2 separate regions of the Mus musculus genome follow, and region 2 is linked to region 1. The links are chromatin contacts, called in public promoter capture Hi-C maps. All regions are on one chromosome and are shown on one strand. Each heading gives the region's core, a stretch centred on a gene start, on an enhancer-like site or on the middle of the called end of the contact. The rest is flanking DNA. Distances are from core to core; before and after follow the strand shown.

Region 1 (2,561 bases), core at 47-2,546:
CTCATCACTTCTAAACTAATATACAGCCAGTCACCGAGTTATCTCAGGTGCTAGTAGAATCTTGGCCCACTCCACCACCCTCCTGAGCCCTTGATAAAGCTGGAACACAGGACAAGCCAGCAGGCCATCTTTACTTTCTCTTCCATTCCTCATTCCTCCCAAGGAAGAACACGTCAGAGAGACAACCCAAAAGCAAGAGGGTGGGGGACTTATTCAATATTCCAGAAGTAACGAGATTCTTCACAGTCTCTTAACAACCTAGGCTTTCCAAGGAGGCTAAGAGCCAGCAGCACACCCATTGATTCACGGAGATAAGTCCAAGACTGCGGATGCTGCCCGGCTGTGTGGGGCCTCACTGACAATGCTGGCATCAAGAGATACGCGGGGAAACGCCTGCAAGCAATTGGGTACAAAGCTCCTCAATAACAGGATGCAGAGCAGAGAGCTTGGGGGACAGGGGTAGGGGTGGGGGAGGGGGAGGGGGAGCGTTGGCCGGCTCCCATCCTGGATCTACGAATAGAGAGACCACGGAGAAAGCTAGCCTTCTTCTGTGCCTTGGTCTCCGCATCTGCACACCAGGGCGATGAAAGAACCTCCCCCGAGGACTTGTTAGTGGGCATGAGGCTGCCCAACGCGCGAAGGGGATCTAAGGTGGGCCTGTAGCGGGTCGGCAGGAAGGTGAACTCCTAGGCGCGCAGGAGGCGGCGGCCGTAGCCACGGTCCACGCTGCAGCGCTCGACAAGTGTCCAGGCCCAACGTCTCCACAGCTCACTGGGAAGCCGGAACTCCGGCGGAGTGCGCCGCGGGGCCATGGCCAGCCTCATCCCGGGGGACTCTGAGCAGATGAGGACCCCCGAGGCCACCCGCCCCGCCCGTCCCTCCACTGAGCCACCGGCGCTGCGCGGACTACGAGGCCCGACGTGCCCCGCTCCAACCGCGCAGCGCCTACCGGGAGCTGGAGTCCCACAGCCCGCTCGGTCCCGCACCTTGACGCCGCGCACACTATGAGTCCCGAGAGGCTGTGCGGCGACCCGTGAGGCTGTGCGCATGGCCCGCGCCCCCGCCCTTCGTCCTTCCCGCCGCCCCCGCTGGCTGGCCGCCCGCGCCCACTGCTCCGGCCACTTTCTTGAGTACCCGGTCCGTGTCTACCTATATCAATGGCGAAGCGCTTGGCGTTCTCCAGGTTGCGGAAGATCTCGTCGGGGGGCAGCGTGATGCTCTTGTCCAGACTGTCCCCGCCGCTCCCGCCGCCACTCGCTCCACGCTCCGCCATTTTGAAAGTGCCCGGCCAGCCTCATCAGCCATGGAAATATATGCGCATATAATTGACTGCTAAACGACCGCGTGCATAAATTATGCTAATGAGTCTCCGCCCCCCGTCCGCCTGTGCTGGAGGCCAGGCCACCCGACCGTCCTAGACAAGCAAGTGTCCCAGAGGCCAGGACTGGGAAGGGAGGGCCGTTATTTTCCAAACTACCAATATGAAGCTTTTGGAATATTGTTCTTTCGCTGAGCTGGCTAGATGCTAACTTGGGTTGATTTTGGCGATCGTGCTTTCATATCTCCTTGCTGTGAGGCTGGCCCTGCAAGCTGCTGTAATTTCTGCTAGGGTGACCCACCATCCTGGTTTCCCAAAGAAGTGGGACCTTCAATTCTAAAACTCCCATGTTAATTGGAGTAGTTTTAAAGACCCTACATTCGAGAAATGCCCAGCCAGGGGGAAGGGATATGAATAGGGTCGTGCGTCTGCAGCTGGGGAAGATCGGCAGTTTAACAGCAATCTTTGCAAAGTATAGGAGGGAAAGGGAGAGGGCGCATGGAAGAGGGGACCGGGCTTCAAAGTGGAGGTGATCTGGAGTTCCTGTTGATTTAAGTCCCTTGAGAGAGAGCACTGTGTCCTCCAAGAGGGCCATCGTGTAACTTAATACCTCGCTCTCTGCAAGGTTCTGTCTGCAGGCAGTTGCTCACTGACTTGCCAGGCTCCTGGAGCACAGGACTGAGGCAGTGCGCAGGCTCAGCTGCCATATATCTATCTACATTGATTCCGAGAGGAGGCAACCTTGTATGTGCCTGCCAACAGAGTGGGTGTACTCTGAATGGGAGAGCCTGCTCCAGAGTGGCAGGGCTCCTGAGAGTGAGGTGACCCAGCAACTTCAGTCCCTGTAAGTGGAGTATGCCCGGCCTGTGTGTAGGACACTCCACAAGGGCACTGGCCTCCTCCCCATCTGTAGAAGTTCTGCTGCTCCTGTGGTAAGCTAAATGAGTGCAGATGAGGTTCTCTGTCCTTGCTTACTATACGTGGGTCACAGAAGGGTCCTCAGGTGGTCCCTGGCAGAGTGGATAGGAATAAGAGGGGGGTGGTGGCTAATGAACTTCTAGATGGGAAAGATCCAAGTCGGGATGGGAGCCACATCTATGACTTTGTCCTTCAGAAGACATGTAGACACACCTTCCCACTTCTTGCTCCATGGGTTTTGCCTTTGGAGAGCCCTGTGAACTTGACTAACCTATAGCCTGCCTTAAAGCGGACACCCTGTCTTAGACAATAGCCCATACCTACC
Region 2 (2,561 bases), core at 44-2,543, 47 kb before region 1:
TGTCCACCTCCAGCCAGCAAGGCCTCTGGCCAAGGCTCCTAATTGGGTCCTGGGTTTGGCTGTGAGTTGATTATATTGGATCTGGCCCAGTGGGTCCTGATTCCTTCTGGCTGAGCTTCCTGTTGTCCAGGACACATGAACAGGCAGGCCAGGGTCAAGAGGGTGGGCTGGACAGGGGTACCCAGGCTACTTTGTGAAGCAGGGTGATGTGGCTATTGGATGTGGAGTCCCCCCTCCCCCGGCAAGGACTCCCAGGATGAGCTGTCCCTTGCCAGAAACAGAAGCCTGGTTAGGGAGGAAGCTGGGGTGCCGTGATCCAGAGGCGGTGAAGCTGAGATGAAACCCCACCTCCCTTTCTTAACCATCTCTCCTGTCTCTGCTTGCCCTGAGTAAACCATGCAAAGTTGAATGCAGTGATGAGCACGTCTTAGATGCTCAGTGGCCCCATAGGCTGGTGTGGAGTGGTGGCCGGTGTCCTGGCAGATGATCAGGGTCCTCTCTGGGTCAGGAGACTGTCATGAGAGATCTGGATACCCGGATATGTCCAGCCTTGGGTGCAGAGTACAGTGATAATGTGCCCTGGGTAGTGGGATATCCCCACAGCTTTGGTTCTGTTGGGCATGGGAAGAAGGCAGCTGGGGGGTGGGGAAGGGCTGGGATTTGGAGTGGAATCTGCACAAGGCTCAGGGAACCTACATTCTCCTTCCCATACTGGATGTCAAAGTAGAAAGGTCTGTCCTGTCTTGCCTAGCCTTAGCTGGCCCTGCGCTGGCTTAGCTCTGGCCTCCAGCCAAAGGGGACTGGGTTCTTGGCCCTGGGGTTTGGGACAGCATGCGTCTGCTTTTTTTGTCCCATCTGTGGACCAGCTCACTACCACACAGTGGGGATCAAGTTGGAAGTCCTTATACGTACAAGGATTTCAAGTAGCAGGAAGTGAGAGCTCAAAACAAAGACACAGATACCAGCTCTGGATGGGCAGGGTTAGGAAGACAGCCTCATGTAGGACCACACCTGTGGACAGACAGACTCTCCTGGGGGGCAGTGTCCTCACAGAGGCCCTCACTCCTGGTCTTGTAAGCACTGTTTTATGTCCCAGGAGGGTCCCATGCCTAACCTGTTACCTTGCCTCAGCCTCAAACATGAGTCTGGTGGCTCATGAAGCAGCCTGCTCTGAGCTGGCAGCTGGGCCCTCCCCTGGCCTAAATCCTTTGTCCAGCTGGGCTGAATCCAGCAGGATTACTGGGCGGATTGGCCAAGGATGGCAGGGTGAGGCTTGGCAGCTCCCCCACCCCTGGCATTCATCTTCTTCAAATAGGCCTGGAGGTTCTAGAGGATGGGCGGACTGGCCTGGGGACCATCCAGGGCCGCAGGCAGCAGTTGGGTCAATGCCAGTGGGACCTGGGAACAGCCCTTGCGGGGCTTCAGTGGGCTCCAAGGAGGAAGACGAAGAGGTAGAGGAGAGAAGGGGATCCCTGAGGAGCCCCTGTGCCAGCTGACACCTCAGCTTGGCCTGTCGCTGAGGGTCCCTTTTGGCTTGGGGGACTACGGCTTGGATATGCCTGGTCCCCAGCCGTCTGCTGCCAGCCAGACCACAGGAGCCGTGGCTTGCCTGGCAGAGGTACTCCTCTGGGTTGGAGGGAGCGTGGTAGTGTCACCAAGATGGCAGCTCAGCCTTGTAGGTAAGAAAGGGCAAAAACCAAGTCCCTCCTAGGGACTGGCCAAGCCCTATGGGGCCACAGGATGCATAGCTTCCTATGGAAGTTAGGGCTGCCTCTGGGGCCTGGGATCCTTCCTTCGCCACACCAACATCCCAATTCCTTTGCTTCTTCCTCTGGGATCTCCAGGCCCAGAAACATTGCCTCTTTGCCCCCAGCCAGAAATCCTGTCCACCTCCTTAGCAGAGCTTGGAGGGTGAACTCCAAGTGGGAAGAAGGCAAGGCAGAACTGGAGCCAGAAAGCCCTGGTTGAATGTGCTGGGGGTATGGGGGTGGCTCATGTGGCTTCAGAGCTCTTTCTGAGGGGGGTCCTTGGAATTTTGTGGGGCAACAATACCTTCAGTGTAGCTATGGAGGCATGCAGGTGTAGACACAATGGTCTCTAGATGGTGTCAGGGAGGCCCTGTACTGTGAAGCACTGGACAGAAGGAAAGGGCTGTTGGGTGGCCAGTAGAAGGGTTCAGTGTGTGGAGTGGCGGAGGCCCTGGTCAGGGATGCCTGGTTCACTTGCTGCTCCTTGCTCCAGCAGCAGAAGGTGCACATTCAGTGGCTTAACTCTAGAACCACATCAGGGTTCTAGAGTAGTCTCTGTCCCCAAACGCTACCTCAAATGCACTAAGCAACCACGCTTGTGTCCCCACTGGCTGTGTCCCCTAGAGAGCCCTATCTACCTTGACTTTCCACCCCATGCCTACAGTTCCCCTCTGCTTATGGCCAGTAAGAGCTTCCTCCAGAAAGCCATCTGACCTGGCACCACTGTGGTTTTCTGCACCTCCTGTCTGCTGATGTTTCATTGCTGGCACTCAGGAGATTTGTCCCCCTGGCTCCTGGGTTTCCTAGGCATAG

What was found. Promoter capture Hi-C pulls out the DNA fragments that hold promoters and counts their contacts.
Region 2: a contact with region 1 is called in a promoter capture Hi-C map of macrophages, with 7 read pairs. The contact joins the promoter of Plch2 here to the promoter of Pank4 in region 1. A contact is called at or near these places in 3 of 39 promoter capture datasets (HPC-7-derived erythroid cells, embryonic stem cells and macrophages), 3 of 484 Hi-C or Micro-C datasets (nephron progenitors and rod photoreceptor), 6 of 115 datasets of contacts at active chromatin or transcription factors (the SCID.adh cell line, craniofacial prominence, embryonic forebrain and 1 more) and 3 of 9 other capture datasets (adipose tissue, liver and pancreatic islet).

What each region holds. Positions count from the first base shown.
Region 1 is chr4:154,962,858-154,965,418 of GRCm38.p6, reverse strand. It overlaps Pank4 (pantothenate kinase 4), which reads right to left and starts at 1,296. Exons shown (of 20, transcript NM_001305804.1): 1 at 1,150-1,296. The coding sequence starts at 1,273. It overlaps Gm42363 (a long non-coding RNA gene), which reads right to left and starts at 1,142. Exons shown (of 2, transcript XR_881640.3): 1 at 950-1,142; 2 at 106-393.
Region 2 is chr4:155,009,757-155,012,317 of GRCm38.p6, reverse strand. Plch2 (phospholipase C, eta 2) reads left to right here and starts at 1,293. Exons shown (of 22, transcript NM_001113360.3): 1 at 1,293-1,679. The coding sequence starts at 1,334.